Regions from separate parts of the Sus scrofa genome. Here region 1 is linked to region 2. A link is a contact called in public HiChIP or PLAC-seq data. All regions are on one chromosome and are shown on one strand. The core of a region is the stretch at or near the end of the contact, and the rest is flanking DNA. Distances in the headings are between cores, read along the strand shown.

What was found. HiChIP or PLAC-seq counts read pairs in DNA pulled down with a chosen protein or histone mark.
Region 1: an H3K27ac HiChIP or PLAC-seq map of alveolar macrophages shows a contact between it and region 2. The contact joins two enhancer-like sites. A contact is called at or near these places in 6 of 47 Hi-C or Micro-C datasets (embryonic fibroblasts, epiblast stem cells, fetal skeletal muscle and 2 more) and 2 of 2 datasets of contacts at active chromatin or transcription factors (alveolar macrophages and skeletal muscle).

Annotation. Positions count from the first base shown.
Region 1 is chr13:82,302,254-82,308,749 of Sscrofa11.1, forward strand. RASA2 (ras GTPase-activating protein 2) reads left to right here. Exons shown (of 24, transcript XM_021069545.1): 8 at 2,158-2,234; 9 at 4,321-4,422. Among named protein-coding and RNA genes, the nearest start is that of RASA2, 75 kb to the left of the region's middle. Within about 2 kb of position 1,393, at least 3 of the 83 cell types and tissues checked have an H3K27ac peak or open chromatin away from gene starts, as enhancers often do. A contact at or near this core is called in alveolar macrophages, where this site is marked.
Region 2 is chr13:82,191,925-82,198,269 of Sscrofa11.1, forward strand. ZBTB38 (zinc finger and BTB domain containing 38) reads left to right here. Exons shown (of 1, transcript NM_001195373.1): 1 at 1-408. The coding sequence ends at 408. Among named protein-coding and RNA genes, the nearest start is that of ZBTB38, 6.3 kb to the left of the region's middle. Within about 2 kb of position 3,282, at least 9 of the 83 cell types and tissues checked have an H3K27ac peak or open chromatin away from gene starts, as enhancers often do. A contact at or near this core is called in alveolar macrophages, where this site is marked.

The sequences.
Region 1 (6,496 bases), core at 143-2,642, 110 kb after region 2:
TCCTGCTGAGTGGAGCCAAAGGAAAGAGTATTAGAGAAGGAACATTTTGAGCAGAGACATAGAGTCGGAAAAGCAGTTATGTCCAAAGAGTAGCAAGTAGTGATTTGACTAAAAAGGAGTGATGGAACTGAGCTTGAAAAGATAAAGTAGGACCAACTAATGAAAGGCCTTGAAAGCCAAGCTGACGTGCCATGTTACCCACTGAATGTTTTTTAGCTGGGAGGTAATAAGAGTAATGCAGTGTTTTGGGAAGAATTAACCATGGTCTGTGGGCTAGATGGCTGAGAGAGAGAGAACAGAGATCAAGAGAATATTGTAGTTTAGGTGTTTTTTAAAAAAAGGAAAAAGCGGAGTTCCTGTCTTGGTTCAGCGGTAACAAACCTGACTAGTATCCATGAGGACTCAGGTTTGATCCCTGGCTTCACTTGGTGGGTTAAGGATCTGACGTTGCCGTGAGCTGTGGTAGGTTGCAAACTCAGCTGGGATCCATTGTTGCTGTGGCTGTAGTGTAGGCCGGCAGCTGCAGCTCCAATTTGACTCCTAGCCTGGGAACGTCCATATGCCACAAGTATGGCTGTAAAAAGGGGGGTAAAAAGAAAGGAAAAAGCAAGAGGGAGGCAGGGGTCTGATCTAAGAGAATAATATGGAAATAGGAAGAAACGAATGAGAAAGAAACTGCAAATGGCAAGGTAACAAATCAGTTATAGCAGAAAAGGTAAAAGAAGTCAAATGTTCTCATGATTTCAAATCTGGAAAAATAGAAAAGTTAAGAAGGAAAACATAAGTGGTTCAGTTTGGGGCATAATGAGCTTGAGGTTTGACATGTAAAGTCTTCCCATAGGAAGTTCATAACTAGGATGCGTGATGGTTATAGATAAAGAATCAAGAATTGCTTGCAGAGAGTCAAGAAAAAGCCAGGGAGCAGAGGTATATAATAAAGAAGAAAAGTAAAGAAGCTCAGTTTTGCCACATATTAAGTATTCAGCTTTGAGTATGTCTCTTAATTTCTGTACTTTAGCTTCCTCATTTTCAAGATGAGGGTAATAAATCTAGCCCTGCCTGCTTCAGAGCAGTGTTCTGATGAACACAGGAGATAATGGACGTGAAAGCACTTTGTAAACTGCACAGCACTGTGCAGCTCTTAGAGCAAAATGAAAGATAAAACCTGGAGAACACCCATATCTCTAAGTTTCGAGGAAGAAGAGGTACCAGAGAAAGAAGCAAAGGGAGCGGAAGTAGCCAGGATAGTGCCTCTGTAAACGCAGGAAAAGGGTATCTTGGGGAAAAGGGAGTATGACTCTATGGTCACTCATTCAGATAAAGGGGTCAAGGAAGGTGAGAACTAAGAATTCATCATCAGACTTGGTGATTAAGAGAGGGTTTTAGGAGGGTGATGTGTGAGGAAGCCAGATTGTAAGGAGTTTCTGTAGTGAGTGGGTGGTGAGGAAGTGGAGGCTGTAAGGATGGATAACAGTTTTGAGATATTTGTCTGTGAAAGGAAAGAGATAGGAAGACCGTAATTTAAGGGGAGAATTTTTCTCAGACTCGAGTGAGGTGAACAGTCTGGTAAAGAAAGCTGTAATTAAAATAGATTGAATGCTTACTGTATGCTTACTGCATCCTGTGTGTGGGTGGAGCAGTCTTAGAAAAGAGGAGGATCATCTCATGCTCTTGTTCAGAAGAGGATGAGAAAACTCATCAAGTAACGACAGGGCTAGGTGAGAACAGACGTGCTCAGGTGGACAGTAGTTGAGGAAGTTCCTGCGGTGGCCTTGATACTTTCGGTAAAAATGTGAGAAGGAAGTGTGAGGGTGGCATTGGCATCTTAAGAAATGTGGGAAAGTCTTCACTGAAATAGAATGCTTTTACTCTGAGTCACCGACAGATTACATGCAAGCCAGAGAACCCAGTGTTGCTGTGTATCAAACTGATAAGGAAGGGTATGGAGGCAAGATTGATTTTGATAGTTTTACACCACCTTACCTCTCTGCTACTTCCATAGCTATTCTTGTATTTAGCTTTTGAGTAAAATATTACTTAGGCATTTTCCTTTGTTTTTAATAAACGCTGTTGAACCTTTTAGGACTGGTAGTTTTGTAAAGTTCAGGTAGTGAAAAGGTATTTTAAAATTCTTATATTAAAATATTTTGTTTATAGGTAACAAGATCCAGTAGTTATACCAGAAAGTCCCAGTTCCAGGTAGAAGAGGAGGACATTGAAAAGCTGGAGATTAGGTATGTGTTTTGGGGTTTTACAGAATTAAATTTTTCTGTGCCAAAAGAAAATCCTAAATTTAACTGAAAAAGGTGAATCAAGCATAACAGAATTCTTTTTAGCAAGTTGATCAATGAAACTTACAAGGGAAAAAAACAAACTTAGAGGAACATGCATCTAATTTTAAATCCAGATTATCTTCAAATTCTGATTTCTTTGCAGAAATAGTCAAGGTGTATTTATTTTAAAAACAAAATGACCAGGAGTTCCCATTGTGGCTCAGCAGGTTAAAAACCTGACTAGTATCCATGAAGATGAAGGTTTGATTGGATTAGCTCCATGGGTTAAGGGTCCGGCATTGCTGCAAGCCATGGCATAGGTTGCAGATGCGGCTCAGATCTGCCATTGCTGTGGCTGTGGCATACTCTGGCAGCTACAGCTCCTATTCCACGCCTGGGAACTTCCATATGCCTCAGGTGTGGCCCCAAAGAGAAAAAAAACAAAACATAAAAAACCACAAATGATCTAACTTCCACCTATTATATTTTCAGTTTTCCCCAAATTTAATTGCTCTTAAATTTCGAAATCATAGCATAATGGATGCAAAGTATATATAGAAAAGTATATATTAGCCAATTTAGAAATAATTTTTTTATTCTTCTTAACATATCTGCTGTCTAACAGAAATTTCAGTGAGGTAAGAAGTCTTGTAAGATAATTCAACAGGTGCATGTGTTTGAAGTTTGCGTTATTTCCTAGGTCTTAAATATCTATGCTTTTTGGGAGGGGGAAAGTTTTGTAAATGCATGTATAGGTGTGGTGTTAACAGTGTGTTCATCTAAAGGATGTATTAATCACATGTTTGGAATGATCAGGTAATGTATTTGTCTAAATCACCAGTTTTTACATATTAACTGGTTTTAATTGAGAAAGAAACTGTAGTCTTGTGTTGGTTTCTTTTCTCAAATTCAAAAAAGTAACTGTATAATCCTTATTGCTATAGGTTGAAATAAAGCCTAGACTTTGAAACTAAGAAACTTAAGTGCTTTCTTTTAGATTAAGATAATTATGTACTTTCTGTGCTTTTAAGTAAAATCTACTGCAGTATTCTGCTTTCTTATTTTAGATAGGTATATGACAGTGCTAACTCTCTTATTTTTAAGCATGTAAGATTATGTGTCTGGTACTTAGGCCATTTAGTGTCTTTGCCATGAGCATCTTTGCTATAGATATTTCTGCCACAAACATTTTAGCTGCAGAACTAATTGGCTATAAGTCAAATTTGCTGTGAAAGATAAAATAACTGTCTGACAGTTTGGTTTCAACTGGTTGAAATGTGTTGGCATTTGTTCCAGTTGGTGACGTTATCGATAGCTTTATCGAGCTGATAGATGACGATGATTTTCCCTGAGAGTTTCTTATTTTGAAATACACCATGTTGGAGGAGAAATAGTCTGAGGGCCACAAAGGCACAGAGTTGAACCCATGTTTTCCACAGAATTTTGAAACATCTATCAATAGACATGTGACAGTATGCTAAGAAGCAATACGAAGCTCAGAAACAAATATGCATCCTAGTGTTTAGAAACTTATACCTCTCCTAAGGAAGGAAGAAATTATAGCAAAAAAGTACAATGCCAAATAAGGAGACAAATCAACAAGCAAAAACAATGTGTTAAATACTGTGAATGAAAGACTTGGAGGACAAGTGCTTAGGTATAGCCCAGAAAATAAAATCATTTATTTGTACCGTATTGCCGTGAATCTACATACATTTTGAATGTATTCAAACATTTTGTATTTTGCAGTGAAGTCTTTTAGTTATTATTCATTTTTCATGTTTTAGGTACTTGTGTCTTTTTTAATGTCTTTTACTTTTTATCATTTATGACAAAAATTGCCTTATGACTAATTAGTTATGTGGTGAAAATGTTTGTGGCAAAAATGCTTGAGGCAAAGATGTCTGTGGCAAAGACACTTATGTCAAAGTACCCAGAACCCTAAAATTAGTGATATAATAAGAATCATAGTAATTTGAAGCCATTTGTCTGTGTGTGTTCTCCTACACATTGTTTTCAAAAAGTAAAACTAGTTTTAAATTTTCAGGATCGACTTGTGGAACAATGGAAACCTGGTCCAAGATGTTTTCCTAGGTGAGATTAAGGTCCCTGTGAACGTGTTAAGAAATGATTCCTCTCATCAAGCCTGGTAAGAAGACAAGCATTGTAGTGAACTACATGGCAGGTCATCCTCTTTAATGCACTGTATATGCACATAAATGCTTATTACTATAAGCATATTTAAAATTTTTCATGGAATAAGCCCGAAGTCATTAACATTAATTGATTTGATCATTAATTTATTGTTGCAGAAATATAAGTACAATTATATTAGTTTTATGACCTGTTCTCTGGTACTGAGATAAAAGAACTGAATTATCTAGGAATATTTTTTCCACTGAAAACTTAATCTTGGAGTTCCCGTCATGGTGCAGTGGTTAACGAATCTGACTAGGAACCATGAGGTTGCAGGTTCGATCCCTGGTCTTGCTCGGTGGTTTAAGGATCCAGCATTGCCGTGAGCTGTGGTGTAGGTTGCAGACGCAGCTCAGATCCCAGGTTGCTGTGGCTCTGATTAGACCCCTAGCCTGGGAATCTCCACATGCCGCAGGAGCAGCCCCAGAAAAGGCAAAAAGACAAAAAAAAAAAAAAGACAAGAAAGAAAGAAAAAAAACTTAATCTTAACTCTAAAGAAAATATGGAAAACATTTCAAACATTACATAAGAGCTGACTGTGTGAGAGGATGCTTGATCACAGATCAACATCTGCACTTCAGAAACTTTATTAATGGGCAGGTGAGCTGTGGATTTTGAAAGGCAAAGGGTTTATTGTAGGGATTCAGCTATTTATTTGATCTAACCAGTGATTTTCCTTCCCCAAACCCAACTGAAATGCACTGTGGATGGCTTCAATGTTGTTTTCTAAATGTCTAGGATCTAGATGTTGTTGCCTTACCTGATTCAGTTAATATACTTTTCAGGAGCTCTGGTGCCTCAATATTGGCTGCAATATTATTTTACTTCTTCATGACTTCTGATGGTGACGCTAAAGTCATCTTAATGTCCAGACATTAAGCTGATGCCAGTTCCTTTAGTAGAATCAGTGTGAAACTATTGTTTTTTTCTGTCTTAGGCACTTCAAAGCAAGTCTATCCTGTCCCTTCCAGTAGGTTGCCCAGCAGTCCTCATGCTAGACTTGGGTTTCAGCTGAGTATCAAAAACATGCCTTTCTCATTTGCTTTTTAAGGCCCACTTTTTAGAACTTAGTTTTGGTTGCCTGGAAGAGGAGTTGAAGCCGAGTGTTTAGATGCTTCTTACTGTGAGCAACAATCGTATTTTTCTTTAGGAGCTTGCATTTCCTGAATGGCTGTGAGACCGTCTTCACTTTGGACTCTGTTGTCCTCAAGCAGTTCTTCCTGGTAGACTGATAGACTCTCAAAAATTTTTATTTTTACTTCTTACTAATGCAAATCTCAGATTTATTGGTCTTTATAATGGTATTTTACAGGCTGTATTTTCCAAAATGTATCCGTAGATGGAAAAAAAGGAAACATGGTCCCTATGAAATATTCTTGAACATTTGAGGCTTGTCACCACCCCAACCCCTAAATCATCTTACACCTTCCATAAAGTAGCATCCATGTTAAAATGAAAACTTCTGAACTCAGTTCATGAAGTCTTTAAAGTTATATGCGACTTGGTACAAAATAAAATGTGAGCTGTGGTGCCTCCCAAGGCCTCTCAAAGTGATCTTGAAATGCTCCACATAGTCTGAATTTTAAGTAAGACATCTACAGACAGACCCTCCGAATTTGGCAAAACTTTGTTAAACTACCTTGACAGTATAGGATGTAAGAAAACTCACAAATTTATTTTATTCCCTATAGATTTTTTTTTTTTTTTGCCGATAATATTTTAAAAGTAGCCTGTGTAAATTATAAGTGCTAAAATGTATAGAGCATGAGATAGAAACATCTGCTAATTCATTTATACATGTAAGGAGATAGAAAACTGTGGATGCCCATTCCTTTTATGTTGAGTTAAAATTCTTAGCCTCCTTTGTCAGTTGCAGAGCTGCAGCTCCCCCTTGTGTGGTTTGTGGTAACTACATGAAAACTCAAGCTTGGGAGTTCTTGTTGTGGCACAGTGGTTAATGAATCTGACTAGGAACCAGTAGGTTGCAGGTTCAATCCCAGGCCTTGCTCCGTGGGTTGAGGATCCTG
Region 2 (6,345 bases), core at 2,032-4,531:
CTGGGCGTGAAGGAGTTTGTCTGTCAGTATTGCAACAAAGCCTTCACCTTGAACGAGACCCTCAAAATCCATGAAAGAATCCACACAGGTGAAAAACGATACCACTGTCAGTTCTGCTTTCAGAGTTTTTTGTATCTATCCACGAAAAGGAATCATGAGCAGAGGCACGTTCAGGAGCACAATGGGAAGGGCTATGCCTGCTTCCAGTGCCCCAAAATTTGCAAAACAGCTGCTGCCCTGGGAATGCACCAGAAGAAACACTTGTTCAAAAGCCCAAGTCAGCGGGAGAAAACAGAAGGTGACGTGGGCCAGGAAAACTCACATCCCCTGGAGAATCCACATTTCCTTGATTCAGAAGACAGTGACCAAAAGGATAATGTACAAACCCTTGCTGATAATGTCCTTTGAATGGTGATAGTTAGAAAAAATATAAGTTGATGGGTTTGGGGTTTTTTGGTTTTTTTGTGTGTGTTTTAATTAACTGTTTTGTTTTTGTTTAGTTTTGTTCACGTAACAGTCATGAAGGAGTGAAATGTAACAAAGAAAATCTCATTTTTGAAAATTCCAAAAAAAAGGATCCTAATATCTACTTTGGGTTTTGGCATTAACTTCATGCAGAGTGCACAAAAACAAAATAGCTGAATCTTCCAATATCCCAAGTATCTTGTGAAAGTTTATGAAGTGCTCAGTTGGGATATTTCTGCCAGTGGCAAGGAGTGGGGGGTGGGGGAGAGAGTTTAATTTTGGCCCAATTCAAAACTTTCTGATAAGTGCTGATGGGAACTGGCTGCTGAACTGTCTTTAGTCACTGGAGGAAAAAAAGGGTCAAATAGCATGAAAATGTCATCTTCCTAAATATGTTAAATGGTAAATGAGCTATGACAGTCATTATTCCCATCCAGCTTCTGCACTACTAAAAATTGTTTAAATTAATGAATACATATGAAATACTTAATAACATAGCTGAAAATGTGTGTGAAATGAGTAACCCAAGTAGGACATTCCTACGTTTATCTAGAACTACTTTTCTGCAACACAAACCTTGTAAAATGCATATATAAATCACGGTAACTTTTAACTGTCCATGTCCCCTGTAGAGAATTATAATGATGAGCAATAGACCTGCAAATAATGAGAACTGATGTAAAAATCAGTCAAGAGCATTTTGAATATGACTTTAGAGCATGTGTATGCTTTCAGATGGAATGCTGTTCTCTTGAAGTTATGGCTGAGCTGTTATTAAACTGGTCTACTCAAGTCACAGAAAACATAGGTCATGCCTTATCTGTGGGGGAGAGCCTTCCCAGAAGTTACCTGTGGTTACCTGTGCTGTGCTGTATATTCCTTTTTAGTGGCCTCACTTTAGAAAATGAAGAAAGGTCACATTCTTCTGAAACTCCCTGCAGTCTTCCATCTACCACAAGACCATGGACATGGAGGTCTTTCCAAATAGATGTAACCAGGCTCAAGGGTTCAAGTAAAACCTGACACCTTCCATGCCGCCGAAAGAGTGTGGAGGAAATGTAGCACAAGGCATGTGTACGGTGGTGAATTCCCAGGCACTTGAAAGGGACAGAAAACCTAATCCCTACAACTGTTAGCCTTCTTGGAGATTATGCAGCCCACAAGTATATTAAAAAAAGAAAAGAAAGACATAGCCCTGCCCTACCCATTAGTGACTTGGGTGGGCAGAGGAAGTGATGGCCTTCCTTGCCTCCAACAGAGCTTTGTCTTTTGGGGGTGGGTGGATAGAACGTGGAGTGACGCAGTTCCATCACTTACTTATGTGACTCAGAAATATATCCACAAGCCAGATGCCTTGTCTTCATGTTTGTAGACATCTACAACTTTGCTAAAAACCCACTTCTGTTTCTTAATGTTCTTTTAAGCTAACCCACACCATGAACACTGCCCTCAAAATCTAATTGCCCTGTAGGATATGCTATCATGTGGACTAGGTTCCTGGGGAGCTGGAATTCATGATTCTTACTTATTAATCGGCCTGAATAGGAGAGAGAGAGAGAGAGAATACATTCTTACCCTTTGATCACAAGTATGAGCAGAATCTGGAACCTGGCTCAAGGAGGACCTGCAGCCATGCATGTTCATGGGATTTGAGAGCTGGAAACCCAAGGTTGCACAGTTAATTGTTGTGAAGAAGTAGCTCAAAAGACTCCAGTTTCTCTCTCCAAGTGTTGTGATGCCTCCACAAAGAAGACTTAGTATGGATTGGGGTGGGCAAGAAAGCATTTAAACACCTAGAAAAGGACATGATCAAAGCTGACCTTTTTATACTGTAGTACTTTGCTGTTAAATAACCCCGATACTGTATTTGCATTTATCTTTTATCTTTTTAGTTCATCTACTTTCACTTACAAACAGTATTATGTAATAGAGGAAAATGGGAAAATGCAGATGAATTCAACTTTATTTTATATGTTGTATATATGTATACCTGCACTATTCATTTGGGTTTTGTTAAAGAGATAGTCACAAAGGGCTTATGAAAATCATTTTTGCATTGATTAGAAAATCAAATAAGCAATCCTGTGACCGACTCATTTGTTTAATCTCAATTAGGCTTATGAATCAAGGAGAATTATTGTGTATTTCAGTCATTTTGATTTGAGGTAACTCCAAATATAAAATTATTACATGTAGTGATGTCTCCCAGCCCTTACACGTGGGTATTTTTTAAGTGGACTTGTATGCTAATAATTCTAGACCAAAGTAAATATGGCAGAATATTTATACATGAAAAAATAATTTTGCAAATATTTTCTATAACTGTATTATTCGTTTAAAATGTTGATAGCTTGTGTTAGTTTCAGGGAGGGGTGTATATTTTGATAAAAAATACTTGACTTTGTAATTCTGTATATTCTATACAATTTATAGCAGAGCCGTTTTAAGACAGCCTTGTCACATTTTTTGTTAATTGTGAAAATTTTATTATAAGTGATGTTTATGCATTGAGTACATAACGACCAACTAGAATTCAAGTAAAGTGTGAACAGTGAACATACTGTATGCTGTACAAGATTATATTGTAATTTGCTGTTTTCACATCTGTATTTTGGTTAGAAGATATTATTAAATGCAGATGTTAAGGGTTGGAAAAGTCTAATTTTATTTTCAGAACTAATGAATATAAATTTGTTTTTGCTTGACTAAAATAGCTTATTCCTATGTTGTCTCTTTTTAAACATTCTAATGTTAATTCTCTCGGGCAGCCAAGCAGCTCTTGCATCTGTGTGAGTCACAGCATTGTTTCACATATGATTCATTCAGTATATTCTGTTTCCTTGTTTACATTCCATGGTACCTGCTTACATGCTTAGGACTCAAATGGAATATGACATTAAAAAAAAGGCAGAATAAAAGAGACTGAAATCTTGTTATCATTTAGTGCTTTGGATAGACTGGAGCTTATGATAAATCAAGAGTTTGGAAGTAGTCAGCTCCACTTCATCCACAGGAAATTACACATACTGACTCCTAGGTATTTGGCAACATTCTTTCCATGGGCTGTTTCATTTGTCCTTTCTCAGCAACCCTAGAAGGTAGACCTCATTATCCATACTTAATAGTGACTTTGAGAAGATCCCACAGCCAGATAGAGCGAGGACCCCCAACCCAGGGCTGCCTGACTCCAAAGCCCATGTTTTTGTTCCTTCTCAACACCTTGGAGAAAAATGCATAATGTGAACTGAACTGAATGGAGAGTGAGAAAAAGAGACCCAACAAAGCAGTGCAGCTTGTAATGGTAGTTGTTACAGTGACAGCTGTAAGGCAGCCGTGTTAGGCTCAGCATCCCTAGACTCAACACTGATTCACTGAGGCCTCAATACTTTGGGCATTTGGTTTTTTCTTATATTTTGGGATATTGCCCTATGAAGTCAGCTTGTAAGAGTTTGTCCACTTTTTTAAAAATATGGAATGAAATCATAATTTAATGCTACTAGAAACGAGTCGTTTTTCATGTAGAGAGAAAAGAAAATTGTCATCCCAGACCATAGAGTTGGTCACAAAGGGTAGTGTGAAAGGGAGGGCTGGTGGCTCAAGCAGCTCAATCCATCACCAGTGCAGGGAAAACAAGTCAGATTTCCAGTCCGCATGGCTGGCCCATAGCATCAATTTTATTTTGAAGGGCACCCCAAACCAAATTCTCCCAAACTGCTATATGCCAAAACTAATTATCAAGACAACAGAAAGAATTTGTAACAATTGAGACACTAGCTGGATGGAAGACAAAAATCATGCAGAGCAGCCCTGCTTGTACCTATTCTTTTAATGACGTCAGGTCTTTTCATTCCTATCGCTGACCTTCCTCTTTTCTCATCCCTTGTTGATCGATTTGGTTCCCCGCCCCCTGTCTGCATTGGTTCCTCTTTGCAGGGGCAACAATTTTTCCTTTTCAAGTTCCTCTGTATCTGAGAATTTCTCACCACCACCCCCATCCGTACCGTCTATTAATCTAACCCCTTTTTGCCCCTTCCTTTCTCCCTAGTTTGCACCCTGGATCCTGATTCTTCAAGCAAGATGATGGGGGACCAGGCAAGTTGACTTGGTGTGCTATTTTTAAAACTAAATGCTCCAAATTTAGGCAACTAATGGAAGACCTGGTTATAACAGAAATGGGATTACATTTTTATTACTTCGTTCTTGGTATCTAAGATAGCAAGTAATTTGATTTAGAATATTTTACTAAGTCGAAAGCATCTTTTTCAATAATTTTTAAAGTGATGACTTCTGTGTAATTATAGGGGTATTTTCATTATGTTACACTTTACAGAGATTTAAAATTTAGTAACAATGCTAACTTAGAATTTTAATTCATTTATTGAAAATATGCTTAATTTTGAGTGTTGGGCATTTGTCAAGGCTATGGCTGGAGAGATATAAGAGGTCACCTTTGACTTCAGGGAACTTGAGTCCAGGGAAGGAAGCAATAGACAGTTTCAAAATAAGTCCCAAACTCCTAGGGGCTCAGAACCAAAGCGGAGAGAGTTGGCACTGAGCTAGTGCTGGCAGAGCCTGGCCTTCCCTGTGGGGGCAGGTCGAAGTAGCAGTGTCTAAAATAAAGAAGCCATGAGTGAGTGTAGGTTTGGGGTTTGGGGTGGTGAGTCAGGAGAGGCGTGCTAAGGACACATCACCAGGGCTTCATGTGCCTGGCCAAAGAGTTTGAACCTTTACCCTGAGAGCAGAAGGGCTATGGCTGAGTGAAGTGGAGTCTATTCCTCCACCCTCTTGGATCTGGGCTGAGCTGTGACTGCTTCGAGATTCCACCTCACCACCGACTATGACTGCATGAGTGAGGGGAGCCCATGAGGGACTGAGAGTTAGGAGATGCTATCAGAGAGATGTAGCACAGGTCCAAGCAAGATGAAAATCCATTGCAGGGCTTAAGCAGAGAGGAAACCGCTAGATGAGTTTAAAGACAAAAAGAAATATTTATTATTATTTCATATGTTCTGTGGTTTGACTGGGGTCAACTGAGGGGGCCTCTCATGCAGTGTATCAGTTTCAGGTGTACAGCAAAATGAATTAGGAATACATACTCTACCTTTGCATGTGTGAAAATTTTAATGAAGGTTAAAAAATATTTATCTGGAATAAATACGCAAGTTTTGACTTAATAAAATATTAAGTTTTGACCGTTCTATGAAAAAACAAGGAAATGACATCTCTACTTAGAAAGACTTACATCCCCGGAGCAATGGGGTGGTTTCCAGAAAGAAACCGACTCGTTCCCAAGTGGCTTGTCTCTCCCCCGAACTCTGACAACCTGAGAAGTGTATAGCTTAGGTCCTATTAATTTCTAGCTTCTCACTTTTACTGGGTGGAAAGGCCAGGTCCCACACATTGACTCAGATGGGACCAGCTCCTGTGTGAATGTGGCGATTAAAGAGAGCGGTGGTCCATTTCCCAGGTCTCCTCTGATGTTTCTGCTCATAAAGACCAAAGGTAAGAATTCAGGGCCACTGTTTCTGTCATTTCTCATCACGGAATCAGCTGATGTGACAACGTTCCAGCCACTGGGAGCTCCTCACCACTCTGCATCATTCTTACACCAGGCAAGAGGGCCCTGTCCTAGACCCCTCCAGGGGTCCCCTCCCCTCAAGGCAAAGAATCTGCAGGACCAACAGAGATGTGTCCACCGCGAGTCTGTGCCATCCTACTCAGAGTACCCAGGACCTGAAAATTCCCTATTCTCATTGCTGTGGCTGTGGGCTAGGCTGGCAGCTGTAGCTCCAATTCCATCCCTAGCCTGGGAACTTCCACATGCTGCGGGTGTGGCCAAAAAGAAAAGAAAAGAAAGAAAAATTCCCTGTTCTCTTCCAG